Linked DNA regions of Mus musculus: region 2 is linked to region 1. Evidence: chromatin contacts called from public HiChIP or PLAC-seq data. All regions are on one chromosome and are shown on one strand. Each heading gives the region's core, a stretch centred on a gene start, on an enhancer-like site or on the middle of the called end of the contact. The rest is flanking DNA. Distances are from core to core; before and after follow the strand shown.

Evidence for each region. HiChIP or PLAC-seq counts read pairs in DNA pulled down with a chosen protein or histone mark.
Region 2: a contact with region 1 is called in an HNF4G HiChIP or PLAC-seq map of pancreatic cancer cells. The contact joins two enhancer-like sites. A contact is called at or near these places in 3 of 39 promoter capture datasets (the HPC-7 cell line, hippocampal neurons and pre-B cells), 2 of 484 Hi-C or Micro-C datasets (conventional dendritic cells and nephron progenitors) and 11 of 115 datasets of contacts at active chromatin or transcription factors (the 230-238 cell line, bone marrow-derived dendritic cells, bone marrow-derived macrophages and 4 more).

What each region holds. Positions count from the first base shown.
Region 1 is chr2:90,556,461-90,562,596 of GRCm38.p6, forward strand. All of the region lies in intron 1 of Ptprj (protein tyrosine phosphatase, receptor type, J), which reads right to left. Among named protein-coding and RNA genes, the nearest start is that of Ptprj, 21 kb to the right of the region's middle. Within about 2 kb of position 3,856, at least 77 of the 459 cell types and tissues checked have an H3K27ac peak or open chromatin away from gene starts, as enhancers often do. A contact at or near this core is called in the HPC-7 cell line, bone marrow-derived macrophages, pancreatic cancer cells and 1 more, where this site is marked.
Region 2 is chr2:90,636,790-90,643,485 of GRCm38.p6, forward strand. Gm39871 (a long non-coding RNA gene) reads right to left here. Exons shown (of 2, transcript XR_866519.1): 2 at 1-78. Among named protein-coding and RNA genes, the nearest start is that of Gm39870, 16 kb to the left of the region's middle. Within about 2 kb of position 4,517, at least 125 of the 459 cell types and tissues checked have an H3K27ac peak or open chromatin away from gene starts, as enhancers often do. A contact at or near this core is called in the HPC-7 cell line, bone marrow-derived macrophages, pancreatic cancer cells and 1 more, where this site is marked.

The DNA.
Region 1 (6,136 bases), core at 2,606-5,105:
GTCTCTGCCTTCTGAAGCTGGAATTACAGGCAGGCCTCCATTTATATGGATTCTCCAGTCCTCACACTTTGCTGTCTTAATCAGGGTTTCTATTCCTGCACAAAACAACATGACCAAGAAGCAAGTTGAGGAGGAAAGGGTTTATTCAGCTTACACTTCCATACTGCTGTTCATCACCAAGGAAGTCAGGACTGGAAGTCAAGCAGGTCAGGAAGCAGGAGCTGATGCAGAGGCCATGGAGGGATGTTCAATACTGGCTTGCCTTCCTTGGCTTACTCAGCTTGTTTTCTTATAGAACCCAGGACCAGCAGCCCAGGGATGGCACCACCCACAATGGGCCCTCCCACCCTTGATCACTAATTGAGAAAATGCCTTACAGCTGGATCTCATGGAGGCATTTCCTCCAGGGAGGTTCCTTTCTCTGTGATAACTCCAGCTTGTGTCAAGTTGACACACAAAACCAGCCAGTAAACTTACATTGCAAGTACTTAAAAACTAAGCCATCTACCCATCTACAAATGTTTTTGCTGGGTTGAGTCAGTAGTGTTAAGACTGAACCCCATCCCCACACCAGGCCATTGGCCCATGGCTGATGCTCCTCCCTCAAGTGTTATATCCAGTACAAACAGAAGACTGAAGGACACGACCACTCAACATAACGTAAGCTCCTACACCTGGACAAGGCTATTGGTAAGACTACTGGAAAACTGAATAATGTCTATAGATGGGTGTATTATATTGCACCAAAACTGTTAGTTTCCTAGTTTCGATTTTTTTGCATATTATGTAATTTGGGGAACTTGAACAAAAAACATTTGGGAACTGCTATTTTTACAATTTTTGTTTGAGAAATTGTTTCAAATTTTAAAGTCAAACCTTTTTAATAAAGTCTTAATTTTTAATGTTTTAAGTATGAGTGTTTTTCCTGTATGCATGTGTGTTTATCATGCACATGCATGGTACCCACAGAGATCAAAAGGGGTTATTAAGATCGGATGGAGCTAGTGTTACAGATGGTTGTGAGCTACCATGTGGGTCCTGGGAACAGAACTCAGGTCTTCTATAAGAGCAGCGAGTGCTATTAATTGATGAAATGTCTCTTTAGTCTTAATTTTAAAAGGAAGGACTAGAGACACAGCTCAGTAGTGGAGCATGTGTACACACATGGCCCTATGTTTAATCTCCAGCACTGGAAAAAAATTAAGACTTAACATTTTTAATCTATATTTTCAGCTTTTTTAGAACACTTGAAAAAAAGAAAAAGAAAATGAAGAGGAAGACTCACTGGCCACCCTGTGAGTTAGAACACAGCTCTGATATTGCCTACCCTGGGTCCACAAGGCCACAAGGGTTAGAATCCAGTCCTACCACTCTCTGGCTTTTGGCAAGTTGCTGAGCATATCAGATCCCTCAGTTCACAAAGGAAAACTGTAAAGTGTGGATTTTATTTATATCAGGCTGTGGTGAAGATTAAATTAGTGTTTTAAAAACACATGTGCAGGCACATGAACGTGTGTGTGTGTGTGTGTGTGTGTGTGTGAACACACACAGAATATGACCACACATATGTACAAGAAACGTGGTGTAGTGTGCCTCATGATATGTATGTAGGAGCCATGTATGCCAGCCAGAAGGGAGCTTTCCTCAGCTTCGTGCAGCAGATGGAGACTGGTGTGGTCTGATCAGAGCCACAGAGCACTGACTAACTCACAGAGATCCAAGAGTACAGCCACAAAAAACCCTCCTCTGAAAGGCTAGATGTGTCAGAGGTAGAAGGCACCATGCTCACTTTATAAATGAGAAGCCTGGCTTAGGAAGGTCTAGACCAGTGACTCTCAGCCTTCCTGCTGTGACTCTTTAAGACATGCTGAGGTGACCCCCAAGCATAAAATTATTTTCGTTGCTACTTCATAAATGTTGTTTTGCTACTGTTATGAATCCCAATGTAAATATCTGTGTTTTCTGATGGTCTTAGGCGACCCCTGTGAAAGAGTCATTCGACCCCAAGGGGGTCTCCACCCTGGAAACAAGGTACTTACAGGGCAGAGCTCAGGCTCAGCCAGGCCTGCCTTACTTGCTCCAAACAGCACATTGGAGAGCAGAGACACGCATGCGCACCAGAGCAGTAGCCACGCGGGCGTTCTAGGTGCTCGGTTGAGCCCACTGTCCCTTTTTGTCTTGGGTTTATATTTTATGTCTTATTGCACACATCTTTAAAAGAAAGCATATTCTTACGTCTTTCAACAGTCTTTCAAAGTAGGCGTGAGGACTGCATCTCAGTCCTCAGTTCCACGATCCCCGCTGCTTTATAGAGTCTCTTTCCAACCCCTGGGTTCCAGGGAGCATTTGTTTGTTTGTTTGTATGTCTTGACCCCGTTTTTGAAGTGCTAGGAATGAAAGCCATGGATTTGCGCCTGCTAGACAAGCTCTGTACCCCTGAGTTTCACTCCCAGCTCAGCTTCTTTTTCTAACTTGCAAACCCACCCTAGTTCATCCCAATTTATCCTCATGGGGGAAACAGTGCACCTCTGATACCACCCATGGTGTGACCTATCTCAGCCAAGCATGAATAGGACAATGACTTTCAGTATTATGTCAGCAAATTTTAATATAGAAGGAACTATTTTTCTTCCCTAACCTACCTCCCAAAGTCAGCTTCCCCAATTTGCCAACCTAAGTTCATCCAGAATTGGGTTGGTTTTTATACTGAAAGCAGATATGGTGTGACTGTGAAATGGGTCAGGCATGGCCAGCTTCCCCTCTGCCAGATGGAAAGGAAATGGTTAGTGTCTCTAGAATCCAACAGACTCCTCCAGTCTTCTCCCCAAAGGAATGGCACATACCAAGAATTCAACCTCAGAGCTTAATGCAGCATCTGTCAAAAACGTTATCAGAGGCAAGTATGTTCCCTGAACATGCCATATGTGTACTATAGGAACTTTAGGATCTGAGAGGGCAGGCCAAAAGGAATAAGTGGCTGAAGTCGGAAGCCTTAAGAGCACAGAGAAGCTGTGTGGCCATGGGCAAGTCACTTCCCCTCTCTAGGTCCTGATAGCAACATCTATAAAACACTTCATCAAGGCCCCTTCCTGCTCAGGATTGGACCCTTGGGTCTGATCATTTTTTTTAATGTACAGGGACCATATTCATAACTCAAACTCTTTTTTCTTTTTTTTTTGTTTTTGTTTTTGTTTTTTTTGTTTGTTTGTTTTGTTTTTGTTTCTCTATATAGCTCTGGCTGTCCTGGAACTCACTTTGTAGACCAGGCTGGCCTCGAACTCAGAAATCCGCCTGCCTCCGCCTCCCAAGTACTGGATTAAAGGCGTGCGCCACCACGCCCGGCTCAAATTCTTAAGTGCAGCGCCCAACCAAGCAGCTGCTGCCCAGAGCAAAGACATCAAGCGCAGAACAGGAAGGGGGCCCACCTATGTCCAACTGTGGAGACACTGAGCACAAGGAAGGAAAACACAAAAGAGCAATTGCAGTCTAATTCAGGTGTGGGGGTGGGGGTGGAGAATTCTGGCTTTGGGTTTTAAAAAGCATCTAATTTGCATCACATAAGTCTGGCTTTTCATATTAAGACAAATGTGTTCATCACACTTTTTTTTTTAAAAAAAGTGACTGATTCAAAACAACCTGCAAAATAGTGGCATCGTCGGAACAAGACCATCATCACGACATGACAACCCCTCCAAGGAGAGGCTTCTGTCTCTATTTTCTGACAAGGCTTTTCACAAACTCCAGGCAAGCTGTGAGTCAGAGATAAGAACCACCGTCAGCCACTTGAACAGAGAGGCCAACCCGGATAGGTCAGGCCACCAGGAGACTGGCAGAGCCCTGGGAAGCCTCACAGCAGTGTAGGTGATGTCCAGTAGGGATGAGGGTGTTCTAGGATGGGGGAGGCTGCCAGCACTCTTCCCAGAGACAAAGGCTCACATTCAAATACCAGGAAAAATCAATAGTGGCTGGGTGAGAGCCAGCTCATTAGGAGGAGCTTTGGCAAGTTCCAGAACCCCCAAGTGGGCATGGGATATCCTCCTAGACCAGCAGGCTACCTGCCCACACCTGCTACATTTCCTCCCTAGCTGCCCCCGTGCCCCCTGGACCATCACTGAGCTCTGCAGGTTCCTGTAGGTAACGATCCCACCTCCCTCGCCCAGCCCCCTCTCCCACCTGTCTTCCCCTATCCCTCTCTCTCCCATCTGTCTGCTTCCCTCCCTCTCCCACTCCTTCATTCATACTCAGCCTCAAGGGAGGCCGGAAGCCAGGATAAAAGCCTGGGGTTCCAGATAAGGAAGGTGATGTTCAAAGGACACAAGATCATCAAAGGCTGTAAATGTTACCCTCTATCATGATTCTAAAGGATACTTTTCCTGTCACAACTACACAGAAGGTCATGCTGCAGGCTTCCCCCTCCCCAGCCCTCAGCATCTCTCCCTACCAATCCTAACAAACATGTGCATGCCACCATGATCCATTTGCTGAAGGCTTTTTCCTCTGGAACCCTAGCATACTGACTGGAGCAGGGCAGCTTCAGAAAGCCTAACAGCCAGACAGTCCCAGCCACTTTCTAACTGTGTAGCCCATCAGCAAAGGGGTAGGAACAGACCCTGCCTCAGAGGGTCACATAAAAGTAGGCAGGGCAAATCCACACAGGTTTTTCTTATCCAACACTTCCTAAAGGCCCCAGCTCCCGTCACTGACTCTCTCCAAGCCTAAATCTCCCTATACCGAAAAGCTAGGGCTCAAGTACAAGCACTTGCTGTGTACACAGTAAGGGTTGAGTGCAGATCCCTAAAGCCCACATGAAGCCAGGAACAGTAGTGGGGTTTTATAACCCCAGTATTCCCACCCCAAGATGGGACCAGAGAATGGCTGGAAGCTCTCAGACCAGCTAGCCTTGAAAGACATGTCTCAAACAAGGTGCAAAGACAGGGCTGACATCACAAGTTGTCCTGACTCCTCACGAGTGTGCGCGTACACACCGCTTACACAGAATACACACCTATACAGAAGATTTTTAAAAAGAAAGCCTGCATCTCTATAAAAACGTGCAAAAGTATTCACAGCAGTTTCATTTGTAATAGCCAAGTAGCAAAAAACAAGTGTCCACCAACTCGTGAAAGACAATCAAAACCAGCACATGCCCATGAGAGAGGGTCATAAAAAGGACCAAGGGCACATGCTGCCTTATTCTGTTTACACAAACACAGATTGGGCAAACACACACACACACAATGAGTAGCTGGGGGGAGTAGGGAATCAGGAGTGACTTCCAAAGGATACAGGATTTCCTTTGGGAGTAATGAGAAAAACTCTAGAATTTGGCAATGATAATGGTTTTACAGCCCTAAATATAATTTTTAAAATGTGACTATACACTTTAAGGGGCTGGCTTTTATTGTATGTGAATTAGATCCGGATGAAACTAGTTTTGTAATTGCCACTAAAAATAAATGACTACTACATACAACATAAGAAAACTCTCCCATGATGCTTCTGTGAGACAATCTAAATCACACAGACATCAGATACCCAAGTCCAAGTCCAGCACAAGCCTCTCTTGCCATAAGACTGAATTTGCCAAATGTGACCCTCCACGGTACCCCAAATGAGCCTCCTGCACTGCAGGTCTAGGCTCCTAACATTCACACAAAGCAACAGCACGGGCAGAAACCATAGCTACTGGGTTACTCCCCTAGCCGCAGTGCCTTTGAAACCCACATGAAGCTGAGGTGAAGCCGTCTCCGGCAAGCTCAGCTCACGTCTCCAACTAAACTGGAACTGGCTACAGAAAAGAAACACAAACTGGCCCTTTCCTCTTCTTTTATCCCCAACCCTCAGGCCACAGTTAGGTTAGCTCAAGAGCAACAGCATGCCCAGGACTTCCTGTGCTAAATCCCTGATAACACGATGTCCTCATGGGTGGGAAACGTTAAGGCTACTGGTACTAGAAGATGCAGAAGGTGGGAGGGACTTGGTCAAGGTCAGGCAGCAAGGGCAAAGCTGGAATTTGACCTCAGTATTCTCTTCCACTCTGGGTGTGGAGGCTGCCCTCTGGAGACTCAGCCAGGGAGGCCAATCTGCTAGCTAGCAGATATCCAGCCATCTTCCATTCTGCAGAGACATCCACCAA
Region 2 (6,696 bases), core at 3,267-5,766, 81 kb after region 1:
GGCCTCCTGAGTTCCACCGTCCTCCATACCGGAAGATTAGCCCTTGGATGAGGCAAGCTTTGGAGATCAGCGGAATAACTGAAAGGGAAAGGGGAAAGGTTGCTTAGCAACTAGGAAGGTGGTCACATGACTGCTTTGGCCACCTACCATCGATTTCCCCTTCGTCCTGGTGCCATCGTCTCTCCTGTCTCTCCCTGCTTCTTCCTCAGGAAGCATTTGCAGTTAGTCATCTGGGAGGCATCCACTCCTGGAGTTCATTTTCCTTTCTGCTTGAAAGGGGCATGTGACTCATCATGTGACTCAGGTTTGACCAATCAGAACATCCTAGATCTTGCACCCTGGTGATTGATTCAGGAATGGACCTAAGCTTAGCTGGTTGTCTTTTCACACTCAGGACCCTCAGGCTTCCAAGCAGTGGTAAAGAGAGCAGATAAACGCCGGGATCCTTATGTTTGTGCCGCAGTAAGGCTCCGCTTATCGGCCACAGTCTCTCTCTACCAAGCACCCCAACTAAAACCTTCTGCAATCTTTAGGGAGAGGTAAACAGAACAAATTATGCAAACTACTTCTTCACAAATCATCATCATCATCACTGACTCCGAGGACAAACATGTTATCCCTAAAGCCTTAAGTGGAAAGAGAAACCCAGAACAGGGGCATTCAGGTAACTCGACCTTTTCCTTTGTCTTTGATTTCTTACTTGGTGGCACTCCCCATGGACAAGCAGGGACTCTGGAGGACAAGGAAGCAGCCAGAGTTGAGGAAACTGTGAGGGAGGCTGCTGTTGGATGTCAGACTGTGTTAACTACAGCTTTACACCATGGCTTTCCTTCCCAGATGAATTCATTTCAAACAGTAGAATATGAAGAAAGGTGCATACAAGTTGTCTGGGGCCCAGCATCACGGTGGCCCCATATCTTTCAACGCCAGCAGAAGTAGGCAGAGCTCTGTGAATGTAAGAACAGCCAGGACAACGTAGACCATATTTTAAAGGATTATTACCTACTAATCTGGTGGTTTGGAGCTGGAGCATCACACTAAACAGAACTAAATTCTCACCCCCATTCTATTTATTACATTCTGGCTGTGTGATTCTGAATTTTATACTTCATTTCGTGTGTGTGTGTATGTGTGTGTGTGTGTGTGTGTGTGTGTGTGTATGCATGTGCACTCATATGTAAGTGTGTGCATACATATATATGCTCACATGCCTGTTTAACCCCGTGGGTATCTGTTTCTGTTTCCACCTCCCCAGTGCTGGGATACAAGCACATATTTCACACCTGCTCTTGTTGTTCTTTCATGTGTATTCTAGGGATCAAACTAGAGCTGTCTGAGTGCAAAGGAAGCTCTTCCTTGGCTGAGCTATCTTCCAGCCCTATGCCACTTCTTTGTGTCTCAAACTCTTCATCCGAAAAGCCTGGGCTACAGCACATCCTTCGTGGGTTACCGCAGAAGTTAAATGAAGTAATGACTATAAAATTGCTAGCACATAATAAGCACGTCATAAACTCTCAATAAATTGCAACCCCCTAATCATTATGGGTGTGAAATTAGGGTGACTAAGTACCTGTTTACAAGCACCAAGTCTCTTTCCACCTCATGCCAGCTGAGAACACATTTCCTATGTGTCTGAAGTACACACCTAGCCTAAGAACACACAAAATCGAACCAGAAGACCTGTGCCTTAAGCTTGGCACTGCCAGCAATTGGCTATGTAACATGGTGAGTCCCTTATCATCTCTAAACCTCAGTTTGTGATACATTAACCTACACGTAGATTAGGCTACATGGGCTCTACCTCAGCACTGGTTCCAACACACTGGAACCCTGTTTGGTAAGGCGGGATGTCATGCCTATAATTCCAGCACTTGGGACAATGGAGCAGGAAGATCCTGGGTTCTAGGCCAGCCTGAGCTATATAATAAGACTGTCCCAAAGGAAGAACTGGGGCTATAGCTCAGTTGGTAGAGTACTTGCTTAGCATGGACAAGGTCCTGAGTTTTATCCCCAGGTCTGCCTAAACTAGGTATGACAGTGTATACTTGTAATACCAGACTTTGGGAGGTAGAGGCAGGAGGAGGAGGAGTTCAAGGTCATCCTTAGTTATACAGGGAGTTCAAGGTCAGTCTGGGTAAGAGTCCACACCAGAAAGAAAAAAAAATTGTGTAAAAGGAGGAGGAAGGGGAGGAAGAAAAGAGAGAGGAATATAGGGAAAGGGATATGGAAGGTTATACCCACAGGAACACCCGAATCCTTTTATGTAGGGAGGACGGGGGATCTTAGAAGACTCATATCTTTCTCTGGGCTCCGAGCTCATGCCGTGCAGACTAGAACGACCCATGATTTTATCTCCCATGTGTCTGAGATGAGGCCATGAAGGCCCAAACTGAGGAAGTAAGCCCTTAAGGCCACACAGAAGGTAAGCAGCCCTGGGGCTCTGCTTTAAGGTTAGAAAAGTGAATGAGCCCAGGGCATGGACCCTTCTCAGCTAGGCAGGGGGTGGGGTGGCTTGTCAAAACTAAAGAATACCCTTTGGCCACCCTATCTAACCCCTCTATAACCAAACAGACCTCCAATGTGTTTTTCTCAGGACTTCTGGGACAAAGGGCTTGCCTGGCCTGCACTGCTTATCTCTTGCTCGAAATCAGCCGCAGTCCATTTTCTATTGGTTTTATCTACAAAAAAACTCCTTAGCTGCCCAACAGGAAAACCATGCTGAGGCCCCGGAGTTAGTCTGAAGGTCATGCTGGGACTAGTTTGAAAGGAGAAAGTGCAGTAGACATATTGGACCTCCAGCCTGGGGCACAGCCCTGCATGAAGGCAGTGAGGTGTATCAGAAAGAGCAATGGGCAGGTGGGCCTGGGTTCTAATTGAGCCTAACTTTTGATGTATGACAAATTACAAAAATATTCTGGGTGAAATATTTAGCCTTCTGACCCTCAATTTTCTAACACACAAATAGAATAGAATAGCACCATTTGCCTCATGGGGTGTTGGATACCCATGTAGTATCAGTAGCTCTAGGCTTGGGAGAAGGAATTCTGGGTATGTTTGTTTTCCTGATGCTCGAAGTCTAGAGTTGTGCTAGATAAGAGTTAGATGTTTCTCTCTGGCCTGGAGGTGAACTGTGCTGTGACAGTCACGTGTTAGGTCTAGGAAGGCACAGAGGTTCACTGTTGTGGCTAATCGGATGTCTTAGTGAAATTTTAATTTCCCAGCTTCTGCGTGGAAAGCTTTATGCCTTTCCTGCAGCCTGAGACTGGGTTTGAAAGGTTCTTGGAACTGTAAAATACTGTAATCATTTTATGAGTAGCACTGGTATGCAATCAAATCCTCTTGCAACCTTGGGCAAGTCATTAAGCCTCTCCCAGCACCCCAGTCAGTCTTCCAGCAGGAAGCAGATGGTACATTTAAGCTTCCTAATTTGATTACAGGCACTCACAGGGCTTCTTACAAAGGTGCACCCACAAAATAGAGAGTGTAGAATCTCCAGATTTGATGCAAGACTCCTTGCTAACCCCAGTCCTTGAGAGAGCAAGGGAGAGGCAGTGACTTCCAGAGAGATGGTTGATGCATAGGATAGGCCACCAAGCAAGAGCTGTGGCCTTCAGAGCACACAGTTCTTCCAAGGTATCCTAGTAGGGAGGGAGTTGAGTAAATGATAGCTTGACCTCACTCTCCTCCTGCTTCTCATCTCCTCAGGCAGGGACCTTGGCTTAGCCTACTGGCACACCTCACACAGGCCAGCCTCCTAGGACACGGCTGGGTGGAAAGCAGGGAGAGCAGGCCTGGAGAGGCAGTTGGCAGGTGTCCAAGGCCTGGCCCCTTTTTTTTTTTTTTTTTTTTTTTTTTTTTTTTGCATTTCACAAGTAAAGGAAGATATTTTGCTGAGCAGATGTTTCTTTCCATCTCTCAGCCTTACAGATTCTTTTTCCAAGTTTTACTGAAAGCCAAAGGTAAGAGTCCAGAGGGGAATCCCAGCCCACTCTTGGGGAGCCCTTTAGCCTTCCTGATTAATCAGGAGCAAGGATGTCCGGTACTTGAGAGGTGGGCAGATTTCTTGAGTCCAGAGGTTTGAAATAAGCCTGGGCAACATAGAGAGACCCCCATCTTCAAAAGAGAAGAGGAAGCAGGGGGAGGGGGAGTCGGGAACATCTTTTTCTGACAGCCCCAGATTTAAATTAAATTTTACTATGGGACTCAAAGCAGAGGGTAAGTCAGCCACAAAAGGAGTGATTGTATGGATTATTATATTTTAGTATTTATTTTCCTCTTTTAACCAGGTGTGTGACTCATGCTAAACAGATATCTTTCTGCACTGACTCATGAAAAGCAGTGTAGAAGTCCCTGTAGGCCTTATCTTTAGAGATAATAAATTGCATCCAAGTGAAGACTCTATAGCAATCTAATTTCTTCCTGTGCCTGCTAGCTGACAGTCAGTGTGGCTCCCAGGGGAGACATCAAAGTGCTGAGTAACCCTGGAGAGGCTAATGCTGCTGTGTCCTAGCCCAGGGAGGTGACACACATCAGATGCCTAGAAAAGGAAGAATAAGAAGCAGGCTTCCCAGGAGCCTCAGCATGGACAGTCTTGGGATAACGTTTTAAATCGATGGCTTTAGAGCCAGTAAAATCCGGTTCAAGTCCTTTCTCTGTTGCTTACAACCACTGCAGGCTCATGTCAGAGCCCTCTACCCAGCCATGCTACTCGGTAGCCTTAACACTTCTTTGCACGTTAGCCATCTGCGTGGTCACCCAGCTCTGGACACATCAGCTCCAGTGAGTGACTCATGCACTCAGTGCCCTCGCCGAAGAGCACTTCCTTTCTCCCAGGACTGTGGGTGCGGTTTATCCACTCCAGGGTCACACGCTTGGTCCCAGATGCAGTGATCTAGGGAAATCATAGGAGCTTTAGCAGGATGAGCCCAGTAGGAGCTCATCAGATCACTGGGCCCATTGTCCTCAGAAGAGCTTAAAGCTGGTCTAGAAGTAAGTCAGCTCTCTTGAAAACAGTTCATCATAAAAGAGCATGCCTGGCCCCGAGCTTCTCCAGCTTCCTGTCTTACCATCTGACTTCCTCCATGACTGCTCCCACAATACCTCAGAAATGTGACATAGCTAGGCAGACCTCGGAAGAACCAGTGCCATGCTGTTGAATTTTCTACCTTCAGAGCAGTGAGTGAACTGAACCTTTTTTCCACACAAGCGTCCAGGCTCGGTTATTTTGTCACAGCAATAGAATACAGATGTCTGAGGATATCTGTTGGTATGAGATAGAAACTATATATCTGAAGAAGGATTTAGCTCATAGAACAAATTGGCATCGTGGGAAAAAACTATGTGTTTGTTATAGAGCGTGTTGTAAAATACAAAATAGAAGGGTTCTGGATTGCTAATGAATCTACAACCAGATGAACCTAAATACCAAATAGGCTCTAGAAGACTGGCAGCCACAGAATCCACATGACAACAGACTGAACAACCCAAAACAGTCTCTGCAAAGGCAGCCAGCTACAATCAAGAAGCAAATGAGGAAAGAAAGGGGGGAGAGGGTGTTGAAATGTACCTTCTATTTCTTGTTTTCAATCCATCTCTGTGTGTTTCACCTTTTATTATTTACCTGTCATTTATTGCTCACTGACAGGCCTTTCCCCCATGAGGGTCACAAAGGAGAAGCACAGTTCTGGGAAGAAGCTGTCTCTTCCCTCTCTGTACCCGAAGAAACTGCACCTCAGAAAGAGGATGTGGGGACCTGGAGATGCCCACCCCCGCCCCCCGCCCCCCCCCCCCGGGGGTCAAAAGCACTTGCTGCTCTTGCAGAGGCTCCGGGCTCAGTTCCCAGACCCCACATGGTGGCTCACTACCATCCAAAACTCCAGAGAGTCCGATGCTGTCCTTTGACCTCTTTGGACACCAAGCACACACACATGGCGTACATAACACGGATAGAGGCAAACACTCACGTATGTAAGATAAAATAAATAAATCTAAAACCATTTTTTCTAAGACAAGGAAAGTGAATCCAGTATGGTGGCCCAAGCCTGTAATCCCAGCTCCCCGGTAGTCAGAAGCAGGAAGAGCAGGAAATCAGAGTTATCCTTGAATACATCTGGAGCTTAGGCCAGCCTGAACTATGTGAGGCCCCACCCCACTCCCCAAACGGAAGGGAACCTGAGTGACCTACCCAGAATCACACAGCTTTTGAAAAGATAGTAGAAAATCTCTACAGATGGATATGCATCATCCCACCCTTTCAAAGCATGTTGTAGGCTCTAACCCCAATGTTTGCTGATGTATACCTGCTTAGTCAGCACCATTTCCTTCAAAGTTAAAAATGCTATGTCTTTACAATGTACCTAAACATGCCTGGGATACAGGCAAGCAGCAAGACATTTGCCTAGCATGTTTGAGGCTAAAGGACCCTTTACTTCTTGTCTGTGTCTGCTCAGAGTTTGCACCTACCTGTGGAATTGTAAACTATTAACCTGGAGAAGCCACCCAAATACTTGAGGTAGTGTGTGTCCAGCCTGGCCTTCAGGGTGGGCCTAAGGAAGCGACAAGTGCTTCCTGTAAGATTCTGATTTTAGGCTGTGGCTCAGCTGGTAGAGTGCTTGGCTAGCCTGGGCCTTCCATGCTCAGTACTGCATGAAGCAGACATTGGGGAACATGCTTTAGTCTAACCATTTGGAGGGTGGA